3 separate regions of the Mus musculus genome follow, and regions 1 and 3 are each linked to region 2. A link is a contact called in public Hi-C data. All regions are on one chromosome and are shown on one strand. Each heading gives the region's core, a stretch centred on a gene start, on an enhancer-like site or on the middle of the called end of the contact. The rest is flanking DNA. Distances are from core to core; before and after follow the strand shown.

Region 1 (3,495 bases), core at 935-3,434, 540 kb before region 2:
AGAAAGAACGAATTTATTTGAGGTAAGGTCCTCCTTATGTAACCCTGGCTGTCTTGGGACTTGCTTTGTGGAACAGGCTGGCCTCAAACTCAAGGAGTAGAGATCTGCTACCTCTACCTCCTGAGTGCCGGGGTTAAAGATGTGTACCACCATGCCTGGCTTAAGAATGAATAAACTGGCTGTGACAGGCAAGAATGTGGAAGAGACTCAGAGGTATACCCACTGCCGCATGGAGATGGGTGGGCGGGGAACACTTTGATGAGCAAATGTGTGGTAGAGAGCTAGGAGGGAAAGAGAAGCAGAATGGCGGGTGCACTGTGAAGAGAGGAGGAACTGGAGACATGATGATGGAGAGGAACAGCTTGTTGTGAGGAGCCTGTGCTGCCACCTGAGGCCATGGTGAGGTCCCAGCCTGTGCTGCCACTGAGGGCCACATCTGGGTCCATGGTCTTGAAGCAGCAGGGGTCTGTGTTGATGTCTGTGGCCCATGTAACCACCAAAGGTCATGTGAATGTCCAGTCCGTAATCTGAGCTACCTCCAGGGCCAGTTTGATGTTTGAGTGCTGTGCAGAGTGGGCCCCACCCTTCACCAGCTGTGGAACTTGAGAGAGCTGCTCCACCCTTTGCCTGGGCAGCATAAGAGAGCAGGCCCCAGCCCTCACCTGGGCAGCCTGGGAGAGCTGGCTCTGCCTTGAGGGTGTGAACTCTGGAGAAGTGCCCCCTCACCCTCACCCCTGGATACCTATGGCAAGCAGGAAAGCTGTGTAATTGTCTTCCCCCTTCCCATCTTGCCTCCTCATCCCCCACCGCAACTGGGCAGTGTGGGAGGGCTGGCCCTGGTGGTGTGGGTGTGGGAGAATTACCATCAATGGTAGAACTGGTCCTGGGTATGACATGTCCCCACAGGCCAGTCTAAGAATACTCATGAGGGTATTATTCATAATAGCCCAGAAGTGGGGACAAGCCAAATGTGGCTCACACATCTAGTGGAATACTATTTTTTTTTAAGATTTATTTATTATTTATTATATGTAAGTACACTGTAGCTATCTTCAGACACTCCAGAAGAGGGAGTCAGATCTCATTATGGATGGTTCTGAGCCACCATGTGGTTGCTGGGATTTGAACTCCGGACCTTCAGAAGAGCAGTCGGGTGCTCTTACCCACTGAGCCATCTCACCAGCCCGTGGAATACTATTTAGCCATGCAGAAGACTGAAGAAAGTGTTTCTGTAATGATTGATCTTTAAGACACTGTGCTGAGTGGAAAGCTGGTCAGGAGAGATCAGGAATCATGTGACTCTGTTGGTAGGGCAGCAGATGCACAGAGCGGGACAGCGGGTTAGTGACTTCTGGGAGCTGAAGGAATGGCACGAGGAACGACTTAGAGATACCAAGTTTCCTTGGGTGTGATTAAAAGAAGTGAACATTCTAGAAACTGTTGGCATGTCCATTTTAAAGTGGCAAGTGTTATGTTACAGAGTTTTATCTCAATTAAAATGAAACTTTAAAGATCCATGTGTCCACAGTGGTTCTACCAGGTATGGAGGAAGAGGCTGATGCTGTGGAGCCTGGATGCCCGTGGTGAGGAGAGACCTAGGTCTCTCTTAAGCTGGGGTGCTCTCTGCCCCGAGTGCTGCCAGGAAGGTTGCGGCTCACAGCTCTGGGCTGGGATACACACCCACTAAGACGTGTCACCTGGGGAAGCTGTGCGCCAGCTTGGCGTGGGTGGCTTCTGTCAGTCGTGCTTGCCGGGAGACACCTGGGGCGCCAACTTCTGGGCCACCACCCGCCAGAGAGACAGGCAGCCTGCTGCCTCGCCTCCCTGTTTGCACAGCCTGGCTTCATTAGTGGGGAGGTGAGGATCTAATTTCCTTCAAACAAATGCCGGGGGTTGGTGCTTCCCTCCAACAATGAGCAGTGGCAGACGGTGAGAAATCTGCTCACACCTTCTGGGTCGGGGTGGGGAGTGGCTCAGGCGTGGCTGCCGGTGAGGCAAACCCGGTGTGCCTGGCCTGTGCTTCCTCGTGCCCCGACTGCAGAGGAAAAGATGCATCCAACCCATCTGTAGTGGAGGGGCCAAGACGAGGGGTCTTTCAACAGCGTTTCCACGGGTTCTGAGTCAAGAAGCCATGAACTTTTGGCCTTTCGGGTGTGGTGTAGGCCCGGATGCTGCGGCAGAGCCCAGCAGCAGGCTTGTGGTAGGAGGAAGTAGATACTGAGGAGGGGTTGCTGGAGCAAAGGCAGCCTCTGTGACTGCTGCAGCACAAAACTGCCCCATTGTAAGGTTAGTCACAGGACAAGGGCCACACATTCAAGGCCCTAGCACATGCTCTGGGAAGATCCCTCAGGGGGCTCACCCAGGGCCTTGACCAGCACACTCTAGCAGGGCATCAACTAGATAGTGACATTCCCCCACAGTCTTGTGAGCCATGCGTAAGCTCTACCACAGTCAACTGTCTTAAGATGCGGTCTCTGTTAGGTCCTGGAGAAACAATAGGGAAGGTTGGCATCTCTAAGAAACCCTCTTGGTGTTCAGGGAGGTCGTGACCACCTAGCTCATATGCATACAGCACCCAGGCTACCTTTTCGGTCCTCATGGTATTTGGCCCTCTGGTTCAAGGACTGGGAGGGGTTTTCCAGCTGTGATGAGCTGCCACAAACCAGGTTCTACTTGTGTTAGGTGTCCTGATGCTGCACCTGGCTGATGTGGAGAGGGTCTCTAACAGCCATCAGCGATTACACTCTGTTACCTATGGTTTCCACCTGGGCCAGGAGTTCTCTGTAGTGTGGATTTTCTTGCCATATGCTCCAGGGTCTGTGGAGTGTGTGTGTGTGTGTGTGTGTGTGTGTGTGTGTGTGTGTGTGTGTGAATGTATGTCTCTGTGTGAATGTGGGGCCAGAGAGCAATGGTTGATACCAGTTATCTCCTGGGGTGCCTCTCTACCTTATTTTTTGAGACAATGTCTTTCATTGAACCTAGAGCTCTACAAGCTGATGAGTCTGGGGGCCATGAGTGCCAGGGATCCACCGGCCTCCCCCGTGTGCAGGCCTCCAGGAGCAGAGGCTGAAAGGGAGCAGGGATGAGGCGTGCCCCAGAGAAGGAGGGGATAGGGAATCAAGACTCTTTTGTGAGTGAAGGTCATCCCTGAGGGTGGTAAGTCTGTCACAGCTCTAGCCCTCATGGAAGTTATCCTAGGAGAAAAGCAAGCAGCTAAAAAAAGAAATAAAGTAAGTTGGTACATAACTGTAATCCCAGTAGCCAGGAATAGAGAGAGCAGGTGCAGAAGTTCAAGGTTATCTTCGGCTACATAGCAAGTTCAAAGCCAGCCTGGGCTACGTAGGATTCTATCTCCAAAAATTAAAACAAAAAACCAACCAACCAAAAAACCCCAAACCTAACCCCCCCAAAACAACAAACAAACAGACAAACAAACAAAAACAACTCCCTAAGTTATGAAGGGTACTAAGAAGACAATGCTAGGATGTTGGGGAA
Region 2 (3,504 bases), core at 453-2,952:
TCCTTAAGTGATACTACTGGGAGGTGGTGGAAGCTTTAGACAGAAGAGTCCAGTAGAAGGTCCTTAAGTCACTGGCATGTGCCCTCAGAGGAGTTGAGGGGTCCCATTCTGTTCTCTCCTTCCTTCCTGTCTTATAAAGTGAGCATTTTGTTATGGCACATATTCCCATGATGCACCGCTCTCACCAGTGCCCAGAGCAAGGAGACCAGCAGTCATAGAGCAGACTCATGAGCTAAGGTAAAGTCTCCTGATGCCTTAACTATCTTGGGTATTTGGTCACAGTAACCCAATGCCAATACCATGGACAAAAGATATGAGCAGAAAGTTATCTAGCAAAAATAGACAGAGAGCCAAGAAGAACAAGAGCAGTCATTTAATATCAGTCATTACAGAGATAAAAAATAAAGAAAGGCATGCTGAGAGAACACTTCACATCCATCAGAGCAGCTGTGTCTGATCAGAACAGTACGTCTGCACAGCTACAGAGATCAGAAGACTTGTACAATGCGGGGTATAACATAGTATAGGCAGGACTGGAAAGAGTCTGGAAGGGTTTCCAGAGGTTAAACATAGAGTTACCCAAATGATCCAGCAGTTCTAACAATCAGCTCAAGCCAAAGAGAAAGGAAGCATGCCCACACATGCTTCTACACTAATGTTCACAACAGCTTATCCAGAGTGGCCAATAAGAGAGCACCTAGATGTTCAACTAACGTATGAAAGTAAGTAAATAAAAATATAAACATCTATACAATGGAATACTATTGAATAATAAAAAGGAATGAAATATTGATGCATACTATCATATGGACAATCCCAGAAAACATGCTATGTGAAAGAAGCTAAACATAGACATCCACAGCCTGCATAACATAAACCTATGTGGTCTATCCATCCAGGAAAATCTCCAGACACAAAAACAATTATCAGCAGCTTGGGGCAAGGAATAGATTATACATTATGCTGATCATATTTCATGAGAGAGAGAGAGAGAGAGAGAGGAGAGGGGAGGGGAGGGGAGGGGAAGGGGAAAGGGAAGGAAAGGGAAGGGAAGGGAAAGGAAGGGAAGGGAAAGGAGACGAGAGAGGAGAGAGAACACAAACATGAACAACCCAGTGGCAGTTGTCTTGTCTAATAGGAATGAATGAGAGCTGGGACTTAAAGAAGAGGAAAAAAATGTGATTCCCACATTATTGAAAGAACATGGATAAAGGAGAAATGAAGAGAAACCACTAAGAAAATAATACACTACTGTGTGGATACCAAAAATCCTGAGATCAAAAAAGGGAAAGAGCCTTCAGAGGTCATGTTCCTTCTCTGAACACAACTGGGAAGTGAAGGTCAGTTTCAGAGCAAGAAACAGCAGACACATACTGAAGTCAGTGTACTAGGGTACACTGAGTATAGTATTCCCGAAGGGAGCCTCTGAGGTGAGAACATAACAAGATGGAAAGAGTATGTGGCCATCCTACCACCGTGCAGGAAACAGCTCCTGAAAGCTGATTTTTAAGTTTTCAGAAAATTTAGCAAACTAATTGACATCATGATAGCTGTTTGAAATTGACCTGGGAGGGAGTATTTCTACTACAGAAATCCAGAAATCAGAAAACACTACCAATTGGTTCTTGAGGGGAGGGCAGGGAGTAGATCAGGGTAAGAGGTCAACCCTGACTCCAGGAGAAGAGGAAGTCAAAGTCGAGGGCTGCCACGGTGAGTCACAGGCTCTGATTTGCCAGCCCTGGCATAGGTGGCATCAACAGAACCACACTGCCTGGTGAATGAAGGGTTAAGGAAAACATTGGCACAGTTCTTGTTGGCGGTAAGAAATTTGTAATATTTTTTAATGTTGCTACAAAATACAGCAAGTAATATTTTTAATCAACAAACACACACACACAGTAGTCATGCGAGAATAAACACCATCTGGGCAATGCTCCCTGCACCAACAAAACCAGAACAGAGGCCTCCAAAGCCAGACAGGGCTGGGTGCTCAGTGCCACTAGACCTCTTGTCACTATACCACCAGAGGAAGAAAGAAAGTGTTCCATGTGGCCAGCAGAGAGCTGTGGCAAGGGATAAGGGACAAAGATCTCTTCCTATCTCTGCGCTTCCCTTTCCTGACCTAAGTCAGAAGCATGCTCAGGCTACTGGCTTCCACAGAGCTCAGGAGAAAGAGTCCTGCAGTCAGGCCCATCTGGGTCTGAATTCTAGCTAAGCTGCATGACATTGGGCAGGGGCCTTCTTATCTCTAAATCAGTTTCTTCATCTGTGATATGGAAATAATGTAAGTGACTCCAGGGCTTCACTGAGGTAAACTGCAGAAAGCATTTGCACACACACACACACACACACAAAACCATAAATGCTAGCTATTCAGTGTGACTGGTACATACCAAACCAACATGGGTTATAGTTCAGGCCACACACATGCCAAGTGCACAGAGGTAAATGAAAGGATTGAACCAAGGAACTTTGAAAGCGGTGTGCCCAGGCTCTCCTGACCTTGTGCAAGTCTCTTCCCATAGTGCCCAGAATCCACACACAATGATTGTAGGTTCTATTTAATACACCTTCTGGGTCTGATAACATCCAAGTCTGATACCTGGACCTGAACTCATGCTGTTGTAGCAAGGGACCCTAAGGAGAAGGGGTCTGTTCCTGACACTGTGGCATGCTAGGCTGACACTTCCAAAATTCCCCAGAGTGAGGTAAAGTCCAAGAAGGACCTCTTTCCTACTTTTTCCAGCCACTCATAAAGAACTATGCAGATAGTTACATAGTCTGGGCAAGTCATATGGCCACCCTGTAAATGAAAGTTGTGAGGAGCCAGTGCTGCCTTACCAAGGGAAGTACCCAACAGAAGAACTATTGACAGATGAGCTGCATCCTGTAATCCAACTAAAGAAGATCAGAGTCAAAGGAAGTACAGTGTATGCACTAATGTGCCAGGGAGCAAATGCCTGGCACCCCTCACACCCACCTCCCAGCCCTGGTAATCAAGGTGCAAAGCAGATGAAGAAGCTACCCCAGCACAGCAGGCCACTGGAATTCTGGGTCCATGTTTTAAACGGTGTTCCTCTGTGCTGGAGCAATAGAGTATTTGTTCTCAAGAGCAAGAAGGCATGCTCGAGATACAGCTCTCTCCATATGACCCTCAGACACACATGGCTCACACACATGGCTCACACAGGCAGCAAGGCAGAAATAGGTAGAGATGGCAAGTGAGCTAAAAAAAACAGGGAACACAACCGAGTCCAGAGTAGGCTAAGCACAAGGAAACTTGTCACATCTCCCTGACCAAAACCCTGCCTCCACCTCCCACTCTCAGTACTCTGCCTGATTTCTCTTCATGGAACTTCACAATCTGACACAACATACATTTGATTTCTTGTCCACCAGCACCAGAATATAAGCCCCAATCATGACAGCTAGGATTCCACTTTGCTCTAGCTGCATCCTCGGTGCCTGAAAAAGTCCCGAGGCGCATTAGAAATGCTAAAATAC
Region 3 (3,702 bases), core at 407-2,906, 650 kb before region 2:
AGAGTTGGCTCATCTTCAGCATCTTCAGTCTTTACTGCCCTGATGCCTTGATCACTGAGCTCTGGATTTTGTTTTTGTTCATTTCTTTGCTCACTATGTTGCACTGGCTTGCCAGGAGTTCCCTTTGTAGACCAGGCTGGCCTGGAACTCAGGCTCCTCTGCTTGAGTCTGGGTAATGCTTCCTAGTGGTGAGATGTTTGTCCCAGGTCTCAGGCCAACTCAACCTCAGAGCAGGAGCAGCTGTGGCTATGGACACACCACCACACCCTGCTTTCCCTGGCTGCCCAGGTCACACAGGAACTCCAGTGAGCTACAGCTCCTCCCACATTTTGCTCAGGGGAAAAAGCTTCCAGGCTGGGGAAAGACTTAGTCTGCTCCCACCCATGAGGCAGGCGCAGACGATGGCTGAGCAATTTTAGAGGGAGGGAGAGAAAGCATACAGAGCCCATTATGCAAAACCACAGGAAAGCTTTGAGGGCACCTCCAGGAACCTCTAGCCTAAAAGAAAATACAAAACACTCAGACACACAGACACAGACACACACAGACACACACAGACACACACACACACACTTCAAAGGATTTTAAAATGTGGCACCAAAAAAAGATAAAAGAAAAAAAAACCACACCCTTTGACCTATAAATTCCATCTCTGGGCACGTGGCCGAGGAGAGAATTAAGGACATGTGCCAAGGCTTAGCTTGAAGGAATGTCCCTGCAGAGCAGCCTGTAATAACAAAATGCTGGCAACAGTCTAGACTCCAGTGAGGGAGTGGTTACATCTGCTTTGGCTAGAAAGCACAATGGCATGCTATTCAGCTCTCAAAGGACTGGCAGGGCTGTTTACCCGGGAAGATAAGCATCATTTATTATTGAGCAAAAAAGAAAAGCAGCTTGCAGAGGGAGGAATGTGTAAAGATTGGCATATCAAGATATCATCTGCTAAAGCAGAGAGCTGGAAGTACCCTTAATGTCCAACAAGAGGGGATTCACTGTGAAGTGACACACAGGCTTTCAGGAGAGCCACAGGGGTTCAAGATACATTCTGATGAAGAAGAGACTCCAGACGGAGTGTAATGGAGAGGTATAACAGGCAGAGCCAAGCTTAGAGTGCATGTGTGTGTGTGTGTCCATCTGTCCTTATGTCCACATCTCTCTATATGCATAAAGAAATCTTGCAAGGATTCAGTGGGCGTGCTTATCTTGGGGGCAGGGTGGGAGCCAGGTGTGGAAAGGGATCCTTTCTACTACAGACCCATTATTCCAAGTTCTGTGTGTCCTCTCTTGCAAAGTCTACATTAAAAACAAAAGACCAGACAGCACAGGCATGCGCAGGAGAGCTCCATACAGAGGGGCCCATCCACAGGGCTGCTGAGCACCTGCTCATTTCCTCCACGCGTTTGTCAGAGCACCTGCATCTGTGAGAGTTCTCAGGGCCTCCTCTGTCTAAGGCCTGTGAGAGGCTAGGCTTAAAGGGCTGGGATACTGTGAGGGAGAGCTTGGCTGTGAGCAGGGCCCCCTGGGGGGGGGGAGGGATCTGCCTCTTTGTTCTTGCTGGCTGCCATGCTAATTTTCTGTTAGGCTACTGAGGCTACTGAGAATCACCCCTGTGACACCCTCCACCAGGAACAGAGTGATTAGGTGTCACAATGCTTCCTATTGAATAGAGACCCTCCCCCTGCCCCCCAGTGTGTCTCTAGGAGACCCATGACCTCTTGGCCTCTTCCCTGCCTGAGGAGACTGATGGGAGGGGAAGGGGCACAAAGGCAGGGGCTTGACAGTGCATGGGACCTGCCTGACTGGATGCCGCTCAAAGCAGGGCTCATGGCCAGACCCTGACTTTGGCCCTGTGTGCAGCAGCCCTCTTCCAGCCTGCTGCTCCCAATCTGCAGTTGCTCATTCATGCAGACATTTACTAAATACCTACTATGTGCCAGTCAGTGCTCTAGGCTCTGGTGGTGTATAGAATAGACAGGGCCCCTGTCCTCTGGGCTGTGTTCTACTAGAAATCACAGATAACAGGCAAATAAATAGCCTGGATGAGAAGGGGGGGGGGTGATGTAAAGAGGCTATTGTTAGCTGGGGAGGCAGTGGAGACTAAGGCCATAAAGGAGAGAAGATACAGGCAGAGTTGCTTCCCAACATACCCAGAATGCCAGTTTAGGCAAAACCAAATGTTAGGACTAAACTACGGAGTCCAGGAAGAGTTAGAGGAGGCTGGTCTTGTCTGTGTGTGCTGGGATAGTCCTCTTTGAAGGAGGACAGGTTACCTGCATTGACTCAGAGTGGAAAGGGAACTGCCAGTGTTATTCAGCACAGTAGTGGACATCCCCAGACTCCTGGCCATGGGTCTTCATGGCGTTTGCTGAAGGCTAGGGTGGCTGGACTCCCAGGATACTGTGGAGCAGGGAGGTGGGTCTACTCCCTGGGTGTGAGTCCTGACCTCCAGCTCTAGCTTCCCCTCCCTGTAACAGGGTGAGTCTCCTGTTCTTAGAGGTAGTCCAGTGAAGGTTGGACAGCCAGCCCAGAGGCTTCCCAGTGCAGTCTGGGGCATACTGCTGCACTGGGTACTCACAGCCCTCCCCAGCCAGAGGCCCTCTTCCTGTGACATAGCAGAGCTTATGTAACACCAGCTCCTGGGCAGGGTGTTGTCAGCAGTTCCAAGGAGACAATGCCCTAGCTCCCAGGGTGTAACTGTAGAGACACCCTGTGTCTGTAGGACCCGTCATTGTGTGCTGGGTCCGTCCTTGGTGGTGTTGGCAGCTCAGGAGGGTTGTTTCCACAATGCTGCAGGCACACCCGAGGGCACACTGCATTTCTGATGGTGACTAATGGTGCCTGCAGCCTGCAGATCTCTGGTTCACTCATCATTTGTAGAGACAGCCTTGTCCAGCTCAGGGCCATTTGGGCTTTTTTTTTTCGTTCCCCTGCAGACCTTCTGCTCCGAGTCTCCACTGTTTTTCTCCTGTGAGGCTGTTCTCTGTGCTGACCTCTCATTCGGCTTGTGAAGGGCTGCAATTTCCCATTTGTCATGTGACTTTGTTTTTCCTTTGCTTTAAGTGTACTTTAAATCTGAAGCCCGTTCCTGGGCTGTCCTCTTCCAAGCCCGGCAGAACCTTCTCCAGGTTCTGAAAGGAAGCTGCAGAAGATGGGAGGCTTAGTGGGAATCCAGCATGGTTGGAGACTTGGGGTGCCTGCATTCTGCTTGTCCCACCACAGTGGCTGGCACACCAGTGGGGACCCCAGGCCTTGCCCTTCAGTACCAGATAGAGGTTCTGAGGTCCAGAATCTCTGGCTGCATAGACAGCACCACACACCTTAGGAAACATAACCCAGAGATGGCAATGTGGTCTCAGGACGCAATGCAGTGTGAGGACAGCAGGGGGTGCTGTGGCTCCAGGCTCTAAGGAGACAGGCAAAGGAAGAGAGGAAGAGGGGATGGGGAGGCAGGAAGAAGAGAGAGGGAGGGCAGGGAGTGGGAGGCCCTTGCTCCCTCCCCACCCTCCAAGCCATCTCCTAGGACAGACCTGGGACCTGGCTACACTCAGCTGCTCAGCCCAGACACCGTGGGGATATATTGTGGAGCTGTATCCCCATTGTCTCATGGTGTCCTCCTGCCCAAGCTCCCTGCCTAGATCCCAGTCTACCTCACCCTGTCTCTCCTCCTATACCCTTCCTGGAACCCCAGTTCATGTCTCCTCT

The links. A called contact is a pair of places that touch in the nucleus more often than the background predicts.
Region 1: a contact with region 2 is called in a Hi-C map of bone marrow-derived macrophages, with 13 read pairs. The contact joins two enhancer-like sites. A contact is called at or near these places in 3 of 484 Hi-C or Micro-C datasets (the AML12 cell line, the G1E-ER4 cell line and bone marrow-derived macrophages) and 2 of 115 datasets of contacts at active chromatin or transcription factors (embryonic basal ganglia and large pre-B cells).
Region 3: a Hi-C map of bone marrow-derived macrophages shows a contact between it and region 2, with 11 read pairs. The contact joins two enhancer-like sites. A contact is called at or near these places in 1 of 39 promoter capture datasets (pre-B cells), 7 of 484 Hi-C or Micro-C datasets (the C10 cell line, CD8 T cells, bone marrow-derived macrophages and 4 more), 3 of 115 datasets of contacts at active chromatin or transcription factors (bone marrow-derived dendritic cells, embryonic basal ganglia and epiblast stem cells) and 1 of 9 other capture datasets (embryonic stem cells).

What each region holds. Positions count from the first base shown.
Region 1 is chr6:89,040,872-89,044,366 of GRCm38.p6, forward strand. No RefSeq gene overlaps it. Among named protein-coding and RNA genes, the nearest start is that of Gm36639, 19 kb to the left of the region's middle. Within about 2 kb of position 2,185, at least 65 of the 459 cell types and tissues checked have an H3K27ac peak or open chromatin away from gene starts, as enhancers often do. A contact at or near this core is called in bone marrow-derived macrophages, where this site is marked.
Region 2 is chr6:89,578,254-89,581,757 of GRCm38.p6, forward strand. All of the region lies in intron 1 of Chchd6 (coiled-coil-helix-coiled-coil-helix domain containing 6), which reads right to left. Among named protein-coding and RNA genes, the nearest start is that of Chchd6, 16 kb to the right of the region's middle. Within about 2 kb of position 1,703, at least 9 of the 459 cell types and tissues checked have an H3K27ac peak or open chromatin away from gene starts, as enhancers often do. A contact at or near this core is called in bone marrow-derived macrophages, where this site is marked.
Region 3 is chr6:88,924,360-88,928,061 of GRCm38.p6, forward strand. No RefSeq gene overlaps it. Among named protein-coding and RNA genes, the nearest start is that of Gm36268, 9.1 kb to the left of the region's middle. Within about 2 kb of position 1,657, at least 215 of the 459 cell types and tissues checked have an H3K27ac peak or open chromatin away from gene starts, as enhancers often do. A contact at or near this core is called in bone marrow-derived macrophages, where this site is marked.